Regions from separate parts of the Danio rerio genome. Here region 1 is linked to region 2. Evidence: chromatin contacts called from public Micro-C data. All regions are on one chromosome and are shown on one strand. The core of a region is the stretch at or near the end of the contact, and the rest is flanking DNA. Distances in the headings are between cores, read along the strand shown.

The links. A called contact is a pair of places that touch in the nucleus more often than the background predicts.
Region 1: a contact with region 2 is called in a Micro-C map of caudal fin, with 4 times the contacts expected there. The contact joins two enhancer-like sites. A contact is called at or near these places in 3 of 18 Hi-C or Micro-C datasets (caudal fin, hematopoietic stem cells and an unstated tissue) and 1 of 4 datasets of contacts at active chromatin or transcription factors (caudal fin).

The regions. Positions count from the first base shown.
Region 1 is chr16:29,936,445-29,940,157 of GRCz12tu, forward strand. pdp1 (pyruvate dehydrogenase phosphatase catalytic subunit 1) reads right to left here. Exons shown (of 2, transcript NM_001111158.1): 2 at 3,525-3,713. Among named protein-coding and RNA genes, the nearest start is that of pdp1, 5.5 kb to the right of the region's middle. Within about 2 kb of position 1,432, at least 8 of the 62 cell types and tissues checked have an H3K27ac peak or open chromatin away from gene starts, as enhancers often do. A contact at or near this core is called in caudal fin, where this site is marked.
Region 2 is chr16:29,858,883-29,862,867 of GRCz12tu, forward strand. rad54b (RAD54 homolog B) reads left to right here. Exons shown (of 15, transcript XR_012392112.1): 2 at 80-254; 3 at 470-686. Among named protein-coding and RNA genes, the nearest start is that of rad54b, 5.7 kb to the left of the region's middle. Within about 2 kb of position 1,924, at least 59 of the 62 cell types and tissues checked have an H3K27ac peak or open chromatin away from gene starts, as enhancers often do. A contact at or near this core is called in caudal fin, where this site is marked.

The DNA.
Region 1 (3,713 bases), core at 182-2,681, 77 kb after region 2:
CACACACACACACACACACACACACACACACACGTTAATATCTTTATTTTTCTTTAGTCTGGCAACAGTCCAGGTACTTGATGATCAGCTTTTACAATAAGTCAATCATCATGTCAAACTCCACATAATAAATTTAATATCTATAGATAATATCAACAAACATTTAACGTTAGCAAAAAACACAGGCTGTGTAAACAAATATTCCCTACACTTGCATTAAGCTTATATTAGACAACAGAAAATGTTCATTTATGAATTGTGTTTCAATTAAGCTGCATATTCGTACGTACCTGTACGTTGGTTTAATCGCTTTTGATTGCTCGTCGTTTTGTTGGCCATGTGTGTAATTTGTTGACGATTGGCGCCACCAGGTGGAGAACTGCATATATCACAAGTATAAAATGTGTTTACTGGTTTCATTACGTTGGTTTCTTGTTTTGCAGATACCAGGAGAGGATCGAGGTCTGAAACCTTGATGTCCTTGCTCAAAAAAAAAATTAAATAAAAAAAATAAAAGCCCTTGGAGGCAAAATATATAAGATCAAGGACCCAGGTAACATAAATACTGCATTTTGTAGTCTTGCATAAAAAAACGTGCATATCTGGAATAAAAAAACTGATCCAAAAGTTTTTTTTTTTCTAAAATAAACTGACACTTTTAATTCAGCAAGGATGCATTAAACTGATAAAAAAGTATGGTTTTATAAGGGTAAAAAAAAAAAATTGATATATATATAAAAGTTTGAAAATACAGCTTCATACTGGTCCTACAGAAAGCTACATTTAATGTCGTGATTGTAGGCATTTAAGACTTTTGCTCTAAAATTGAAGCGTGGATGGAGACAATTTGTGACTCCAGTACCAAAAAAAAACATAATCTTTTGAAAATTGAGAATGATATGCGTGATAGCTGAATAAATAAGCTTTCCATTTATATATACCTTATATAAATAAATACTTGGCCAAGGTACAACAATTTCAACTTGTCCAAATAACTTACTTAGCAATGCACATTGCCAATCAAAAATGGATTTAAAATAGATTTATAATAGGACATTTACTAAATAAATCTCAATAGAACATGATTTGTACTGAATATTCTATTGACTTATGGCAAAAAGGAAACATTGATTATCTTGATCCATTTTTTGTCTAGCACCAAAAATACCTGAGCAACACAAGACTTTAGTTTTGAGGTTTTGGGCTACATTTAAAGACCTGCAGATATTCTGATCCATATGGTTACATTATACTTCAGCCAGGTTCAGTGGCCTCACAGCCCTTTTATGTAAAACTGCAAGCATGTGTGTCCTAGAACCTGATGATCTCTTGACATTTAAAATTTCAGAACTGCCATGTCATGATAGAGCCTTATGATAGACTGACCTACTTAGTTTGCCAAAAAAGAGACAGTGATCCGACACCATGACTCAACCTCTATCCCAGAGCCAACTTCTTTGTTTGGGCAGCACTGCAACACACTCACCAAGTTCAATCATTCTTACTAAATAAATATGCATTCCTAGCATAAAACGAAATTGCTGTCAGCGAAGGTCACATTGATCTCTTAAGACCACATGCATGTATTCAGTTCAACAAAATACAAAAATCTGACCTATATTTATTTGGTTATAAGAATTTTATTAAAACATTTTAAATACAAAAAGCAAGAGTATTTGCACAAGTCATGCCCATGCACCAGCACATAATAATATATATATATATATTTTTTTAAAACACTCATGACATGCTGCACAGAATTAAATATACAGAACCTTTCAAGCTTGACGAGCTGCAGCATACATTCACTTCAAGTATTAAGCAACTGCTTTTCCAACAAACACGTGTCTATATTTACACTTCAGCAAACCTATACCTTTAGTACAGTGTTAGTTTTATAACACTGCTTGCTGATTGACTATCATCTGAAACATGTAATGTGGCAATCAGCTGTTTGTCCTTGTGCAAGAACTGAGAACATTCTGTAAACAGGCAAGAAAGCACAGAGTTATGGTTTTAACCTTGTTCAATAAACCTTGGGGCAAAAAGTGTTCCAATCTTTATTCTGTGGCCAGTAATTATTTGACGAATGTTATGACGTATGGTAAATTAAATCAATTCAAAAAGCAAATCCACTGAGGTCATATTTTGTAGTGTAAGCACATGGGTGTATTTACTTGTTTTAAAAGACAAAATAAGCACATCTAGTTTGTTGTGTCATTAACCAGGTTCTTTAAATACCTTTCAGAGAAATTCAGCGCAGCTCTAAGAAGCCAAAACAGGAATTTCAGCAAAGGCCAACAGCATTAAATGCATGTTGTTAGCAGTAAAGCCTCCAGTTACATAGCATGTTCAATGAGAACTAATGAACAATACAGAACTTTTTGAATAGATTGTCAGGTTAAAAAAAAACAGGCATCTTTATCTGGATTTGTAGAGTAATGAGAAGATAATTTGGTTGAGCAAAGCATGTTTTGATGAACTTTGAACTCATGAAAAACTATCAACTAAAGGCATGTTGCATTTATAAAGAACTTATGAGTCAAATTTAGAATGCAAATGGAACTAAGATGCAACATTCTGAAAAAAACTATAAGTTCTAAGAAAGACAAAGAATTACTGCTGCTTGTATGACATTGTAACCAACACTTTTAGGCTAAGTGATGGCAACAGCTACTATTACGTTACATTACAACTTAAATCATCTAAAAAAATAATAAATTCTCTTAACATTAACATCAAGTTATTCCAATCCTGTATACATTTCATTTAGTTTATATCTGGACAAAACTCGGGAGCATGAAATTATTCATGTCCCAACTTAAAGTTACTTTTATTCAACTAGCAAGGTATTTATTGACCAGAAATGACACAGGCTTCTCCCAAAAGACAATAAGACAATGTACGACAATGGTCTCAAACTGAATACCTGGAGGGCCGCAGCTCTGCATAGTTAATGCAGCTCCAACTCACACGTGCTTAATAGTAACTAGTAGTCTTGAACATCTTGATTAGTAAGTTGCATTAGCGGTGTTTGATTTAGGGTTGAAGCAAAACTGTGCAGAGCTGCAGCTCTTCAGGAATCGAGTTTGAGACCTTTGCTGTATGATATTTATTTATTAACATTTAGACAAAAAGCTTTAAGTCAGAATTTCACAGAGGTATTAATAATTTTGGGGTTGACTGTATATTGTCAAATGGGGTCTGAAACAACACTGAGTCCAACTAACTTTGCCAGCAGGGCATGTTGTTTTTAAGCGCATAAAGTATTTAGGTTTGGACTAATATAAAGGTGAATAAATGACAGAATTAAAATTTTTAGTGAACTGTCGCCTGAAGCCAACCTCTCATTCATTATACAACACACCTTACAGAGGAATTTAAAAGGACTTATGTGGATACATTTTACTAGCTATTCTCACTCACCGTTTTTTAAATGACCTTTGTTTCTCTTGCCCTTTTCACTCCTGAAGAATTGAAAGCATACAATATAAAAGCTCATTTTGGCACAGTATCATCCCTACTATACAAATCTCTCCTCAGTGCAAAATTAGCTGAACCTACATTAGTCAATGTCACCAGGAGTTCCAATCTTGATTTATGGTTTGGTGGTGCAATTTGACCAATTGTGAAAGCGGTTCTGTAGTGGGCTCAGCATGACCTTTTCTGTTTAGCTTCATTCCACATATAACATTAGGATCCAACACAGCTCA
Region 2 (3,985 bases), core at 674-3,173:
CAGAAAAATAAGATATCACATCTGATTTTTCCAGTATCGTGCAGCTCTAGTTTCATGGCATGTGTGTCTTTATTGACAGAATGCGCAGATCTGGAGCTCCGAGTCAGCTCCGTGGAAATGCTGCTAAGAAACCCAGATTTATGCCACCGGGTCCAGCGAGGAATGATGGAGCACCTTGTTTGGATCCCCAACCAGAACCATCACAACCCTCACCGCCTCCCATACCTGCTTTAAAAAATGTGCTGCTCAATAAGGTCAAATTAATAATTAAAAAACCTGATAATTAAAAAATGGACATGCAATGTTTGTTATTATGTGCATTATTAATATGTGATGCTAATAATAATGTTTATTCGGGTGAGTTCTTGATGTGTGTTGCGGCAACAATGGCGATATGGAAAGAAATGATCCTGACGAGGTGCATTTTGCTTCATTTGTGATTGGGTTTAAAAGTTATTTCTCCCAGCAGGTCCAGAGGTGTTTGAGTAGTGGAGATGCTCCAGCTGCAAGTGATGCTCCAGTAGGAAGTAAGGCACTAGCCAGGGTCCTTGGTGCTGCGGTTCCTCAGGGGGAATGTAAGGAAAACCACATCAGGTCTATGCCTGACTTTCCTGAACCCGAAGAATCAGTAAATAAAGACAGGCGCTCACCACCGCTAAACACTCATGCTAGCTGCACAACAACTGGTAAGAACACTGTCACTTTCATATTTTATGTGTCCTTGTTATCATTGAATTATGTATGTTGACTAAAGGCATATGTCAATAAATACTAAGCAGTATGGTTAGTGTAATAAAAAGGTATTTTCATTTGGTTACATAACATTAAATACGCTTGTTAAGTCAGGTGTCTCCAGTCACCATGGGTTCTGGGTTCAAACTGACTATGATGTACCAAAAGCAAAATAATAAAATGATTGTGATGTACACTAACTTTTATGATAGTGAACTCACAGATGACCAGACAGTGATTACGTTTTTTATGATTCTTTAAAATATTGGTGTCTAGTATGGAGGACCAGGAGTGCTGGCCAGAATCAAAAGGAAGAATCAAATTATCAATTTAAATTAAAATGTGTGTAAATTAATCGCTATTTAAAAGGACAAATAAATAAACATATTTAAATGTGTTTATTTAAATTATGTTTTTTAAATGTCATTGAGTAAAGCAATAAATTAATGCATTTAAAAATAACTTTTAAATTGGAAAAGCAAGTGTCAAATAAAGAGAAAAGCATTTGTCAAATGTCTTTTTTTAACTATTTAAATAGTGCATTTACATGCACTTTAAATGATCTATAAATATATGTTTTTATTGTTTGATTAATCAGCGTTTTAAAACATAAATTAAACAAACATTTATAAAATTGTGTATTTATTTTAAGTTATTTTAAAAGCATTGATTTATTGCTTTATTAAATGACATTTAAAAACACAATTTAAATAACCACATTTAAATATGTCTTTTTATTTGTTCATTAAAAATACACATTTTAATGATGCAACAGGTAGAATTATGTCTTTTCATTAGATTTCTTTCATAATTTCTTGTTGATGTTTGATAATCATGTGCCCTCAACATCATTAACCCAGTTCTCTTGTTAACAGTCTAATTAAATGTCTTTTTTTTCTCGTTTATAGCGTTGTTGTTAACTTTTCAAATTGTCGCCAATAATAAATATCACGTTAATAAATAATATAATCTGTTGATTTATAAACGATTACATAATTTGCTAGATTGTTGTGCTCTAAACTCCGATCAATAAAGAGGAAATGTAACTGGTTTAGACGCTTTTTCTCAGTACAGTAGAAGGGGAAAAAGGAAAAGAATTCAGCAAGTGCTCGAGTTGAACAAACTGCGCCTCTATCGCCCTCCTTTAACTTCGGCTTTAACTGAAACTAACCAATCAGGGCGCTCTGTTCGCTTGACTGACAGGCACTATATGTGCGATGCGATCAGCCGCGCACAGATTCAAGACAGAGCAGAGCTGCTTACTACAAGCTGTTAAGCAATTGTCAGCAACTGGTGTCTCAAAAGAAGTTCTCTCTCTCTCTCCCTCACACACAAACTGTCTTTCGAGACGCGTATAATGCGCGAGCTCGTTAAGCGTCAGTTTAATGTTTCCCTCTGGCGCTTCAGCGGGCGCGCGAACTCACTCTCTGCTGTCAAAACACGGACTTAACGCGACTGAAACATAACGCGCTCAAAACGCGCACTCGGTCGTTCGCCGTTAAAAAATGCAACACATGTCGCCGCTATGAGCGGCACAACAGAGCTCCGCTGTTTCTAGACTAATGTAGTCGGGTTTGTTATGTAGGTCAGGCCAGGCTTAAGCAGCTTTACTGAACCTGCGTCAGCTTAAGCTAAAAGGAATTCCAGCAAAGCCCTCCCCGGGTAGGCGTGGGCCTAATCGAGGCTGGCCTAGTTAAGCCTGATTCTTTTTCTTACGTCTGTGCGCTTGAGAGCCAGTTTGTGCATGTGTGTGTTGTTTAACTGAGACAAGCAGTGCAGCAGCCTGCGCACATAAGTGAACAGAGAAAAGAGGAGAAGCAGATCAAACCTAGAGCACTGAGACCAGCCTAAAAGCAGGATGTCTACCTTATTCATGACAAACAGCATGGTTGGCAAGGCTCGCTCCTCTAACTTCACCCTGTCTGAGAAACTGGATCTTCTACGGCTGGTTCAACCTCACATAAGAATTCTGGAGGAGCACACCAACAAACACGCCGTGATCGTCGATAAGAACCGGTGCTGGGACAGCATAGCAGAACGCTATAATAGTTTTGGAGGCGAGAGGCCCCCCAGAACTGCGCAGGGCCTTCGGACCCTCTATAAACGACTTAAAGAAAGTGCCAAGCAGGAAGTTCTTCAGCGCAGCCACGCCCAGCCTGAGTACCGGGGCAGCATCTCGGAGCCAACCAAGCGCATCATGGAAATGATTCCTCAGCTGTTTCACATAGGGGACAAAGAGCCCAGCACACTCCACAGGTGAGATTAAACAGATACACACATACACAGACAAAACAAAAGTAACACTCATCATCAGGGGCATATGCAATTTAAAAAACGAAATATCAGCCAAAGGAGAGTTTAAACCAAATAATAGGTTGTGCAATTAAATCCATTCGTTTGCAATTTAGGAGGCCTAATTGGCTTCGCTGATGTTAATTTAAAAAATAGTGATTAATGCTTTGACTAACTTCTTTCCCCAATGTTGCTAAGTGTCACACACAGCCAATTAGAGGTCAAATTAACTCAAGAGACACCCAAGCATCATTTTGACTGATTTCTATTTTTTTCTGTCATATGCAATCAAAACTCATTGTAGTCTCAAACACTGGCTGTCTTTTTACTCCTGTGCCAGAGGTAAGCTGCAGCGCTGAAGGGATTTGGCTGTCATTAAATGTATTTCCGATGCTGCAGTAATTCCAGGTTTGCCACCGTGTGCCAGAAGAGTTACTTTCCGCTGGCATCTCTGTCTTCTCTATCTTGGACTTTCTGTTGTGTTGACAAAATAACAGGTCTTTTTTTTGGTCTCGGTCACCACATGTTTAATTCAGCTGAGAGCTGTGCATAAATATGATAACTGCTTCATTTAATCACTTGGATTTAATTTCTCTTTAAACAGACTGTGATTACTTTTTGTTATTTATAAGTGAAGTTTAATGGTAAACCCCTTTCTTAGAGACTCATATTTTGAAAATTCAAAAATTGTAAACTCTTGCATTAAGATTAAAATAAAGACATTAACACTGATGGCCAGATTGGAAATAAACATAGTTGTGGTTTGGTTGATTTACAACATTTTTATCATACATATGCTACATTCAAATTTATTTAAACTTTTGACACAGGTTTGTTTAAGGGGGAAAAATGCTTGTTTTAATATTTGCATTAGTGTATGAAAGTTCAATTTAACAGTTATTTACCAGTCTGCCAGTCTATAGTCAAAATTTAGCTTAATGCTAGACAGTATTCTCAATAT